2 separate regions of the Drosophila melanogaster genome follow, and region 1 is linked to region 2. Evidence: chromatin contacts called from public Hi-C data. All regions are on one chromosome and are shown on one strand. Each heading gives the region's core, a stretch centred on a gene start, on an enhancer-like site or on the middle of the called end of the contact. The rest is flanking DNA. Distances are from core to core; before and after follow the strand shown. Region 1 overlaps Nlg3 (Neuroligin 3). Region 2 holds the start of wa-cup (walker cup).

Region 1 (6,807 bases), core at 2,110-4,609, 150 kb before region 2:
TCGCTTATTAAAATACTTGTAAATTATATAAACACATTAAGCGGCAGTGAAAACAAACGGGAAAAGAAAACTATAACGAAAAACGGAACACGGAAACCATTTACAGCCCCATTGAGAATGTATAAGTTTATAGCTTCTGTATGCATACACATACATCTAAAATTAAATCTCTATATATTAATGTAATGGTGTAAACATAGAATAATTAGCAAAATAATACAACAAATATAAATATATAAATAATATATATAGAGTGCTGCATAACTGGCAAAACAAAAGGATACTACTAAAACCAAATCTCATGAAATCTATTGCGTTAGAAATTGTGTAACGATTGTGCGAAAGGGACTTAGCATTAACAAATTCGGACTAATAATGAAGTATAGTAAAAACCATAAAAACATAAAAACCAAATGAGAGAAGAGAAGAAAAAATTAGTTTAATGGTGTATAACCAAAGTGTGCAGCAAAACAACTTGCAGGCACTAAGATGAAATAAAAATTTAAATAATAATAAAGTTGCAAAAATTATAAAAATTATGGCTGACGTGTTTTAATACGAATCGTAGCAAAACAGGTAAGAATTATTCGAAAGGGTCCAGTGCTCTAAGATATAATACCAACATGGGCACTCGATAAAATGCATTTCAATTTTGAAGTAGTTTTACTTTTTAAAAGGATCCCATTGAAAATCATTTAAATTGCCAAGTCAAACGAATGTGTTAAGTAATGGAGGCATGTGAGCGCCAACACTCGCTTATTGAGATACAGATAGTTCGTACATCTTTATGCGTAACAAATATGGCTCTGGCGCTCACACAGATACTCGTACTGGGTGCACACATCCACAGTTCTTAACCAAATATTCGCAGAGCTGCAGCCCCAAGGATAAAGGAAAAATACAGACTTGCGGGGAGATAGTTGGGTGGGTTGCAGACTGAAGTACAATAATGGTTCTATTGATAGCAAAATAGAATGCGCAAAGGCAGCGCTCGATGGAGATAAGTTTCCTTAACGAAAAAGAGATGGATAAGAACGTAGAATCCATTGAAAATAGATTTATTATGTAAATTTGGCGGGCGTAAGTGAGTTCGCCATTACTCCATCTGTGTCTTTAATTCACAAAATAGAAAGAAAAACCGCATTCTTCCCCTGCTCTCGGATCCCATATATGCTTAACGTTATAATTGAATCACCTTCTCCGCTTTTTTTGGGCTGATTCGTCTGATTTTTATTACCCATGACAAAATCCAATTGAAAGTCGCAAAGCAATGGGGCAAAAAGGCGAGTCATGGCATTTAATCCCCTTGGAAAAAGTTTCATTTTGGTAATTCAGCTTTTGAGATACTGTTTGCATACATTGGTCGTACGTGTTGTTCTTTGTCCGTTTCACTTAAAATCAGGAACCAAGATGGTGGGCGTTAGTCAAGCTGTGTTTAATTTATTAGCACAGCCCGGCAAAATTAAATAATAAAAGTCTTCCAAGTGGCCCCCTTCATCGTGTTTGCCTCTGTGTGTGTGTGTGTGTGTGAAAATTATCACTTTTAATGCTGCCAAAAAGGTCACGAGCCAGGGGCGTGGCAGCAGGGGCGGAGGTCCTTCGACCCTTTGATGGGCGTGAGGCCAAAAGCAAATGGCTGGCGAGCTGAACATCCGTCCTGCCGTTGCCCGAAGTCCCGACAAGTTGATAATTTATGTTGCGAAATCTGCTGGAAATTGCCTTATACGCTAATAAAAGTATTTCCAAAGGGGTAGCAAACAACTTAATTTAAGGTGATCCAGATTTTCACGGAAACTATAGAGCACTTTGAGTTGATGTCTTAAGTATAAATCTAATTATTTTCTTATGATATAATTTAAAGTCCTACACTTGGTGTAAGAACAAGCCAACGGGTTGCTTTTAATCCTTTTTTAAATGTGTTATAAATACCCCATTTCAATTAGCCCACTTCTATTATACTCGTAATGCTAAGTACAACATAAACTAAGAACGAAAGCTAAATTCTCTGTTTGATGGACTTAAAGAATACTTTCTGAATTCGATAGATGGCTATTAAGCTGTATATATATATACTAGATTTATATAATTTGCGCTGCAGTGTATGATAAATAAATAAATATGCTAAATATATAATCTACCGCATTTCAGGCACATTTTAGGTCGCAAAAGTCCGCATTGAATTGCGTTGATAGAGCATTCGAGTCGCGAGCTTATCTTCAAATTATACTTCGCTTTTTCCAGACTACCTTTCTGATCTTCAGATTGGCCAAATCCGTGGTAGGACTTTCGGAAGTTTGACTATTCCCAGTTTTATAGCACTTCAACGTTAATCCCAACCAAAATTGAGTTCGGGATTTCTGAACTAAAAATTGGTCGACATACAAAAAAAAAATCGCACAATTTGCGGAAAGTTCGTTAATGTTTTTTCCAGAAGCCGTTGGAAAAGTTTAAACGAAATCGAAGAAAAGTGGGTGAGCAAAAAATGCTATACGCATTATAGCAGTTTTTCGTTGGGTAAACTTTATTTGGCCGGCAATTAGTTTGTATTATTTTTCAGTTTACTTTGCCATTTATATTTGTTCTTTTTGCCCCAGTGCCATAGTTGCATTTTTAAACTTTTAAAATATTTATATAGTGTGTTTTTGCAGCTTTTGCATGCTACACCCGTTTTTTTTTTCAGGTGAAAACAGAATTCAGTGCTATACGCTTTTTGAATGCCACAGAAAGTTTTATTAGTTGCTTGACCAATATCTTTCTTTTTGCTTTCCGCGTTTGGTATGGTTTCGTTACAATTCCCGTGGCAGAAAAACCAGAAATAACAAAGTTTGTCCATTGTCTTTTTCTCATTGTTGAGTAAAAAGTTTGCACTCTTATTCAGCAGCCAGATAAACTCAAATCCAATTGGCAACAGCTATGAATAACATTTCATGTAGACCTTAAATCCGTCAAAACCGCTTATTAGTCAGATTTACGCAATTGACTTGGGGTATTGCTTCGTCAAAATCTAATTAGATAGACTAGATGTTGGTTTTGAGACTGGAAACTCTCATCTACTCTCATCTTTAATAGAGTCGTCAAATCTGAAATGCATTGCACACTAAGGATGGTAATAATGGCCCTGGTATATTTTCGATCCTCCTTATGCAATACAATCCCCAACCAACCCAAATTTTGCACATATATGAAAACCATAATCTATCCATTCAGCCAAATCAAATCGAATCACAAATGCACCAAAGGGGGAAGAGGAGGAGTTCCGAAGGAACTTACATCCGATGCAGCGCACCCTGAAACACGGAGAGTACAAAATGAAGACTAGGTCAGCCCTCTTCTATCTATCTATCTACATCACCATCCCACCCGATCCACCTCAGTATCCACCCTGCTCATCCGTCCCATCGAGGGTCACACTCGATGGCTGTCAATGATAGCTCCTTCCCAAGCAGGGAGGAGGAGAATCGGAGGGCACCAACTGCCCGACAAGTGTCGTATGTCGTCCTGTCTAATGTTAAGCTACTTTTCATGTATGCCCCAACATCCAATCCCCTTTCCTTTAGTTGTGGCAACTTGGAACTTGCGCACGAACGCACACAGAACCAAATCAAATAGATCGGCCAACGATTCGAACACAGGATACCTAGCACAGAAAAACCGTATGCTTAAAAAAAAACCAGTAATTTATCAACAATTATTGAAATCAAAACTTAAGTCATTAAAAAATATTATTTAGTAAAAAATATAAAAATATGGTTACATTTTACATACACTTTTCGTATTTGTTGCCCATCTCATATCATTATTTACGTTATTTCAATTCATACTAAACTAATAGGTGCTAGTTCTTCTTTATTTCTTCGCCTTGGAGGTATTATAACAAACGCAAGGCACATACCAAATAAGGTGGAAAGGGAAACTCATCTTCCATCTGAGGTCTCCTGGCTCTCAACGCCCGTTAAGCATCGCAATTATTCATGTTTATGATGCGATGACACTGCCAACTGTTCACCTTTCTTCAGAAATCGGGCTCCCCTTTACTTTTCACTCTATACTAAGCTATGAATGACTGGAAGGGGGTAAAGGAATGGGAAGCTGGGAAATATTAGCAAGTTGAGTCACGACCATGGCATGAAATTGGTTAAGATTGAAAAATTATAAATTATCGAATGCAAATATCTGCTCGGCGGACAAAGATCTTTTGTGAATAAATTAGAATGGGTCATTGACTAAGGAGCTTTATGTATGGCCTAGCATGCTGCTAGGACTAATCGAATTCGGAGGTCCATAAAGCTCCTAATTATTAACAAGCACACGCTCTGCACCCATCCGTATATCTACAGTGCGTTTCATACCTATAGAGGCAGTTACACTTTCCTTGGTAATATGTAAAAAAAATCTAATTAATATGCTCGTTTTATTTTTAAGCAAGTAAATTCATTAAATCTAACCTAAAAATATAATAAAAGGCATTTTAATCAAACTGACTCGATAACAAAACGATTCGAGGGAAAGTGTATAGGCAAAACAAGGCTTAGGATAGGTAGATCCCACATTTAACCACACCCATCTCCGCCCTCTGTGTGCAAACTGTTCTAAACTTAATCGTGTGTTCTGCATAAGATTATGAACACGAAATTAAACCGGTAACAAGAAACTTCAATTAGAGGTAAACATTTTGATTAATACTGGGAATGCGGCGGCAATGGATAAGTTTATCTGACCAAGTGCAGTCCAAGTTGGCAATCGCTTCAAGCTTGACGACAATACAGCACAAAAATTGCTTTTAGCCAAACGCAGCGTAACTTTGCTCAATCAATTTATTGAGGCAAGTTAAAAAAAAAATGTATACAAAGAAAAAATTGCACGTTTAATGGAAAAAGTTTTTGGCGCCAAGGAAAATGGCGCTAATTTGATTGTCATTAGACGGCGAAGGCGAGAAACGAATTCATCCAACCTTCTGCATGACCATAAAGCGTACACTTAAAATATCCAGAAATCTAAATATGTAAGTAAATTATACAAACACACATTTGCTATTAAAATCTGCTATTAAAACATTAATAAGCGCTTGACCTAAAACTACTATGGACTAAATAGTTTGGACGATTAGTAACAGTTTTTTACACAGGCTAGGCATTTTAAATTTGTCGAGTGTTATTTCGTTTGTATGTGTGGCTGGGCTAAGAAAGGTAATGCATATAATTGAATTTTTACACAACTAAAGAAGAGGCCTATTCGCCAAATGCCTTTGTTGCTAGAAAAGCGCCGTCGAAAAGATGGTGATGAAGACAGCGAAGAATGCCGGCGAAATTAAAGTGAAATTGAAAAAGTTTTATGAGCTTTTCCTCCATGCAGCGGGCCCACAAAAAGAGCAGTCGGCTGGCTGGCTGGCTGGCTGGCTGGCTGGAAAAGAAAGCAAAATATTACACAGCCACTGACGACGCGTAAAGAAGACAAAGGGCCAAAACGAGAGGTAGTGTGCTGGAAGATGGGAGTGGGAGCGAGAGGCTGAAACGCTTTGCCACCGCTAAATTGCCTTCCTGTTCGGAGGCGGAGGGCATAACTTTGTGCAGCAGGTTGCTTAGGTAACAGTTTTATGTAGTTATCCCTCCGAGAGCCAATAGAAAAACGATGTCGGCCTACACCCTCGGCCCCACCACCCACCGCAGTAATTGCATCATAATTGCAGTGGCAGCGCCACCAACAGCAATCCACACTCTGACAGCTCTGAATCATCCGAAGGCGGCTGCCACGCCCGCTTAAACTAATTTTCCCATAGAATTACTTTGGATGAGTTTGGTAATTAATGGCAACGGCAACGGTGAGCAAGTCATCTCACACAGAGAAAAACGCGAAGAGAGCGTCTGGTAAGTATTTCAAAATGGGTTATTAACATATTTTTAATCTATTTAAATTTGGGCTAATTCTTTACGCTTTCAATGTTTGTATTTTGAATAACGTTTGTAATATAGCTTCAAAGATAATATTCAGGCTATTCATTTACAAACTCCTTTCGCAGCAGTTACATTTTTAAGAAAGAAAATTATTTTAGTTTAATAATTAAAACAGGCAATAAGCTAAATAACGATAACTTAGCCAGCTTTTTGTATCAATCTAATACAATTAGAACTAATACATATATCTACCCTTCTATACTTATAAGAAAATAATGTATGTCCTTCAAAGGCATTTGTTCCCTGCAATACAAATCAGGATTCTCAACGACGCGTAAAGTGTTCAATCAAAGAAAGTCAAAGTCATTGCAAGTTAATTGAAAAATCAAACAACTTTTTCATACATTTGCCTGCTCTTTGTATTGTAGAATATTAAAATCAAAGAAGAGCGGAAATTTAAATTCCTTGATTACTAATTTACAATTAATGTGAATGTGAAATGTATAAATAGTGGAAAGGCAACTTAAAGCTATTTATTGAATCTTCATGAAGTAATTTTTCAAATAATTCCTATAAAATAAAATGTAATTTAAGGTACCCAACATTTTTCCAAGAGCACCTTTTGATGGTCTTAAGGTGACAATAAAAAAGTAAGAAGTTTAAAGGGGATTGTAAAACTTTATTTGGTTATTTCACTAACAACCTCAGACTTAAGCTTCGAAAAGGAAATAAACCTCCGTCTACCGACTTCGAGGTGGCTGTACCACATGGCGTATGAGCAACACCATGCAGATGCAATCCGCATTCAAAGTTGCAGAGCTGAGAGCCTTAAGAAAACAGCACCCAAGGACACTAGAATGTCCAGTCACTTGAACTGCAGGAGGTCCTTGGCAGCAGCTGTTGCTATTAGCACGTG
Region 2 (6,527 bases), core at 2,150-4,649:
CCGGCTTTAAAGTAGTTAAATCAAGCCCTAGGCAGGATGGCAAGTCTATGCCTACAGACAAAAGGTACATCCTTCTGCAAGTGACAGACTTAAATCTTAAAGGAGGCTAACAAGCATTGGCAATAGCTATAGCTTTGTAACTTGTTTGTTAATTTTTTAAGAATACTCATCGCTCTCTAATGAAGAACACCCAAATTTACAGCTCTGCATTTCTAAGCTTCGGGTACATGGAATATCTCAACAAAGCGTTAATTTCACCAAATTAATTAAATATAAAATCAGAAGTGCAAATGACAAGGTATGTTGTTAATTTTACAATTGACCAAAGGACGAAAGCTTATTTCCGCTGCCAAATGAGCCACTTCCGTAGCATGAACATCGTTTGCCCTGAACCACACCCGCAAAAAGTCAAAGAAACGTAGTGCGATGTCGGGTGTTAAAAATTCTCTCCATATACTCGAGGTTACGATCAAGTCGAAAAAATTTAAATGACAAGCGACTAATGGGAATTGCCAACAGTTTCGCCGGGCAGGTGGTGCGAAAGTTTGCCACCTCTGGCCATCCTTTGCATCGAAAATCAGCTAACAACACAACAAATGGCTTCATTTATTTGCGTCTTTTGTGCGATGTTGCACGGAACTTCCTGCCACCAGGTGGAAACCGACGGCAGCTGAGGAAAATCCGCTGCGTGGGGATTGAGTTTTTCGGGGGAGTCTGGCTTAGATCCGGCGCTCCCCAAATCCAAAAGTGTGCAAAGTTTACACTGAAAAGGTTGCCGCCTCCGACCAGTGGCAACAAGAAGCGAAAAGAAACATAAACTATTTATATGTAAGAGCAAGTTGCAGCTGCACTTTGCAGTGATTGAATGCCCAACACCGACAGCCGTTAATGTGCTTGGGGTTTTTCATTGAGATAAACTTTTGGCTGGCCGGAAATACACGGGGTAAGTCGCACTTTAAAGTTATCGCCCTTTGCAGGCGGAATTTCTACGAAGATTACCACTGCCTTGCCTTCTTAACTTATTTATGAATTTAAGCAAGTAGTTTGGCTATGCAGTCTTATACAAGTCTTACCTGAAAGCAAAAAAAAAAAAACCCGATTAATATACCTTTAAAATAGTTGTATTTTTTCGAAACATTGGTCCCATTTTTCTAGGTAATTTGGTTGCGATCCTCATTCACCTGATCGTTGCTTTGGAACATTTTTGAGCCAAACTTTTGTCTCTTAGCAGTCAAATCTGTGGTAACCATGCGCTTCATTTCCATCTCCTCCGCATTAACTTTAATGCATATATCTATGAATAAGCACAGGTCAAGGTTCTTCATTTTCTTGGCCAGCTCGAAGGCTTCGGCCAGAATCTCCTTTTCCCGTTCGATCTTGCCGAGAATCGCGTGGGCCTTGCATATAACCATGAGACTCAGAAAGCTCCATATAACACTCTTGCATTTGATGGCCTCTGTGGAATAAATTTTTATATTTTGTGGCCGTCGTTTGTCTTTGACTTACCCTCCAGGGCCATTCGTGCCATGGAGCAGGCCCCATCAAATGAGTTACAATTCAGATGCTCTTGGGCCAATTCGTGCAGTAGATAGGCCCGTTCAATGTGATACTCGGCAAACCGCATACGATTTTCCAGTCGGACGACTTGTTTCCTAAAATAAAAAAAAACTTTGGATCAAGGATATTACATATTATCAAATAAAATCATACTTAAAATGCTCCGCTTTGGGATCGGTGGTAGCCGATCTGGTTATATTCAGAGCACTCGTTCGTTTTGTCTTTGATTTTTTCATGTCCAGACTATTACTGAGGGGAAGTCTAAAAAGTGTTAGCAGACGTTGTTTGCCCTGCAAGACAGTCATATTGCTGGGAATTTTGTATTCATTAATGCGAGCTAAACCCAAGTAGTTGTAGACCTCATTAGTGAATTCAAATTTCCACGGCATTACGCGATTCGTCTTGATGGTGACATAGTCGCCCATGACTTCCTCAATAAATGTGGTTAGTTTCTAGAAGTTAATTAAATCATAACATAATTAAATATAAACTTGTAAAATTTTAAGCCTCACATTGAGTTCTCCAACTCGAATTAGCAATCGAATGCTGCGCAGAATCTTGAACATATTCCGCCTCGTCTGGTACTGAATGCGATATAGGTTTTCCTCCCGGTGCTTATTATAAAATGCCTCGTTGGGATATTTCTGTTGATGTAAGGCGTACATGGGACTTCGGGTATGCAGCGTTTTCTGAAAATTACCAGAAGTAATTCACTGTTACAGGGTCACTGTTACAGGGTCTATTAAAATGACATGATCCAACCGTAAGAGTGCGTTCCGCTTTATAATTGCTAGCCATCAGTTTGCCCAAATACTCGGATGACTTTTTGCAATGCTTGGGCAGCACATTAGGATCATCTCGCAGTGTCTTCAGAAAGGCCACATCCACCCAGCATTTGTTCAGATACGTCTGGTTGTATATCTTAAAATGCCTTTTTCGCCTAGCCATTTCCAGTGGGGACAAATGGGTTTCCTTAAGTTCGCAATTGTTTTTAGACATTCAAGAAAGAATATGTTAAGCTAAAAGTTACCTCGTTTTCCATTATGCTAACCACGTCGCAAGTATCCTTAATATCCTTGGGCTCCTTAGCCAAACTAGCCATCATGCGATTGATCAGGCGCTGCACAGACATGGTGGTATCATCTGATAATGTGTCATGAAAGTTCTCATTTAACTGAAAAGGTTGGCAATATATGCAACTTTTTGATGCTTTGAAGAGGTGCAAAGTTGTGTTACCACATTGAGACGGTCGAGAACAGGACCTCTTTGGCCGGAGCTAAATCGCTTTAAATGACAATGCAGATTTATTTTGGAATCTTCCAAGCGATTGGACTCGTACAGAGCATCGCAGACTTCCAGACTGACATTGGGATTGGTTACTGGTGGCTTTCGGCTCATCAACAGATCTAAATACAAAGACGCAAGGTTAAAACGTTCCCATTTCAAAATGTTCGACTAACCCTCTGCTCGGGAGCAATCCTTCAGAGCCTCGGAGGCTAGGCCCATCGATCTTTTCAGCTGACTACGCCGCATCAGAGCTCTTTCATTGAACGGATTCAGATCCAGAGCGCTGTTGAAATACCTAAGTCCGTTTGCGTACCGCTGTTGGGTGAAAAAGAACATGGCCCAGTCGGAGTACATAGAGCCCAGACGATCCGGGGACCACGCATGTGCCTCCCATGGCTGCAGATGAGGCTGCACTCCAGCAATTGGTGCCTGGAGACCTTCCGATAAGCTCATTTGGCTGGGCATTGCGATATCTCAATTATTTATGGGCTTCGGGTCCCAATCAAAGAAAAAAAAAAGTAAAAACAACAAGTATAAAAAAGAGGTGTGCTTTATGTGGACCAATTTCTGTTTATCTGACATTTTGAAGGATCAAGCTAAGGCGAAATCTTAAATGTTTATTTAAGCTTGAGAATTATGGCTACTTTCATTTGCTTTTTGGCTTTTGTGATCGTGTATGAGTTTTATTTTCGCGCGTATGTCATCTTCAATATTAATCAGATAGTTGGTTTTAATGCCATTTGAGGTCGTGTAGGCAGTTGAGTTCGAGGACAGGGCATACCACTCGGGAATAGGAGGCAAGCAAATCGGACGCACCAAGGGAGAAAATATAAAGGGATCACCAATGCTGACAAGGGCATTTTGTGAGCTATAAAAATAAATAAATAAATATTAGGCGTAGAAAAATATATAAGAAATGAGTACTTTCCAGCTTACCCTTTATATATACTTTCTACACGGTATACCTTATAAGAACTCTCATCATAGTTATTGAAAGCTACCAAGTGCTCTCCGATAACAATGGCATATAGCATCACGTAGATGGTACGCATGGTAAATGCATTGTTTCTCGACAAGAACAGAGTAAGCACTGATTATTTTGCTCACGCATCTGAACGAGAAATTAGACATGGTCAAGGCATTTGTGAATAGACTCACAGTCCAAGGAATCTTCTTTATTTCAGACACTATAATGCCACATTCGGGAACGCAGTGGCGGCGATTTTGTTTCTTTTCAAGAACCCAAACTGGTGATTCGGATGTTCAACGCAGGTTCGAGTTTGCCATGAAGTCTTTTCCTTTGGCTTGTAACCTGGAGCGAAGGTCATGTTGGCCAAGGTTCCAGTAAACAACTTGCTCGATTTGTGTGTGCAATCGGCAGTATCTCGATTGTAATGACAAGCAGATCGAATTGAGGGATCCCGGGTGCAAATCTTTCTGTGGCACTGCGACTTGCAGTCCGACCAGGACCCTTGCCACTTTCGGTTGAGGCAGAGATTAAGATCACTACCGTACAGCTGTGTGTTGTCAGAGCAACTCAATCGCACAACAGTACAGTCCGCTATTTCTGCACCCACCTTGTAGGGCAGGACATTAAACAGTGTTTTTACCTGAAGGTGTTTCAGGTTTCCTGAATTTTCTTGAAAAGCTCGAAGTCTGGCGAGTAAATATGCGGTGGGCATCTATTTCATTGACTGAAACCATTCGTGTGGTGCGATTTGTGCCATTTGGGGCTTCGGTGAGAGTTGCAGCCACAAGTTTTCCAAGTTTTTGTGCGCATATGTCATACACCTCATCCGACTTTTCCCACCAATTAATTTCCCCATCGCATGCCTTAGTTTTCGCTAAACATCCTACGTAGGCACAGCGGAATGTACCGCTGGGGCACTGGGAAATTGGACAATTGGCTTCATCGCTGACATCCTGGCAGTCCTTGACGCCATCACAAATGTTTTTAACATCCAGGCATTCCGAAGTTGATTGAAATTCCAAATTTTCAATAAAAATGAGAAAAACAAGAAAAACCAAGAAAAAAATATCAGTATCCGCTGAACTGAAATCACTTTAGTAATTGAAATATGTCAACTGTGGTGATAATTGCCGTTCATGAATGTTAAACTTAGGTTCATTTAAGCGATGAATCCTTCTCGTCAGAATTCAATTGAATATGAATTTTGTTGCAAAGGATTGGGTGTTCGTCTGTTCCGTCCAAACAGTCTAATTTACCATCACAACCCTGGATTTCCGGGTAGCAGCCTCCATAAGAGCACGTATACTCCGGGCAGGTCTCTTTGTAGCATTCCTTACAATCCTTATGAGCATCGCATCTTTTGGAGTTGAGTATCACCTGGCCATTATCGCTGCATGTAAAGCCAGATTGTCCTTCAAATTAAGTAGTTTCGCATTCACAAAAAAAAAAAAAAAATAAACCTATTTGGAGGAATGTAAATAGAAAGCATATGATGAACAGAAAAAAATCACGAATAATCATTACTGGTTGAGCTCAAGAACTAAATGATGTGGAGAATAAAAAATTCGATCGCATATACTCATTGGCTCAGGACCTCAGTTTAATTGTAATTATTTATTATGTAAAAAGTGGAAGTAGTAGTCGGAGTAATCAGCTTATTTTCCTTGTACTTTTGTATACCCCGTCTATTATATCTTAATACTACCAATAGGTTTTGTCTATATTGTTTGTAAATTTGGACCTAAGGTATATATTTTGTAAATCGCATATAAAATCAAATATAAAATATTTTATTTCGTGAGCTTATTCTTTTATAATGTGATAAACCTAAAAAATATTTTCTGCCGACCAACAGAAATCATAAATAAACCAGTATAAACGACTGTTTTCAATTCATACATTATGCCTTCATAAGTAATTATAAATAATCACTTCTTTGAGAAAATACAAATGTCGTATGAGCGATTGTTTGCAATCCCTCTGTTGCAACAAACATAAAAACCAAGATAGGTTCACAAAAATGTGTATAACCTGAGTTCAAACGCGTTTGTTACTCCAGGTGGCTAAGTTTCTTTCGAGATTTCAAGTTTCATAAAAAAATCCAACTATCCAATCTGCTTTCTTCTGATCAGGCCCATCTAGAACATCAATAGTTTACGTTCGAGGGATCTCACAATCATCGAATAGCTTAATCGGTTTACGTCGTCATGGAGTTGGTTGTACAGTGGATATTGATGAAACTCTTTGGTGACATGTTCGAGTGTTGAATTATAAATTAAAATCCCAACGGAAAAGCGGGCTCAGTGCAGTGTGTTTGATGTTCGAATGGGTGGAGACTGGGTTTGAGAATGGAATTGCTGTCTGTTTTGAGTTCTGTGCTCCGTTTGTGTTTCAACCAAAACGCCGAGCAACCCACACATCCCCGCAAACAAAATCAACAACAGGGAATGCTACAAACTGCATTCGGCGTGGCTGAAGGGGCGTATACGTTATACGGATTGACGTGAGGCGAGTGGCACCGATGTAGCATCACCCGTGCATTGACAAATGAGCACAAATCGCACTGCCGGTTCATCGATGTTTTTATATTGCCGCGTCTCTATCTATCTATCCCCTTTCTGTGTTTTTCCGCTTTTTTTGTGTGTCAACGGAATCGACTGGAAAGGAAAATGGCAGCGCATTTGCATTAAAGTCGCTTTGATTGGACTTCCAG

Evidence for each region. A called contact is a pair of places that touch in the nucleus more often than the background predicts.
Region 1: a Hi-C map of the Kc167 cell line shows a contact between it and region 2, with 1.8 times the contacts expected there. The contact joins the enhancer-like site here to the promoter of wa-cup in region 2. A contact is called at or near these places in 9 of 107 Hi-C or Micro-C datasets (the Kc167 cell line, the ML-DmBG3-c2 cell line, the S2 cell line and 5 more).

Annotation. Positions count from the first base shown.
Region 1 is chr3R:7,563,988-7,570,794 of dm6, reverse strand. Nlg3 (Neuroligin 3) reads left to right here. Exons shown (of 13, transcript NM_169190.2): 13 at 1-514. Among named protein-coding and RNA genes, the nearest start is that of CG45545, 15 kb to the right of the region's middle. Within about 2 kb of position 3,359, at least 7 of the 39 cell types and tissues checked have an H3K27ac peak or open chromatin away from gene starts, as enhancers often do.
Region 2 is chr3R:7,417,637-7,424,163 of dm6, reverse strand. It overlaps wa-cup (walker cup), which reads right to left and starts at 3,399. Exons shown (of 8, transcript NM_141464.2): 1 at 3,018-3,399; 2 at 2,794-2,963; 3 at 2,588-2,731; 4 at 2,320-2,529; 5 at 2,070-2,246; 6 at 1,711-2,009; 7 at 1,507-1,652; 8 at 1,107-1,456. The coding sequence starts at 3,309. The coding sequence ends at 1,152. It also overlaps the pseudogene CR46300.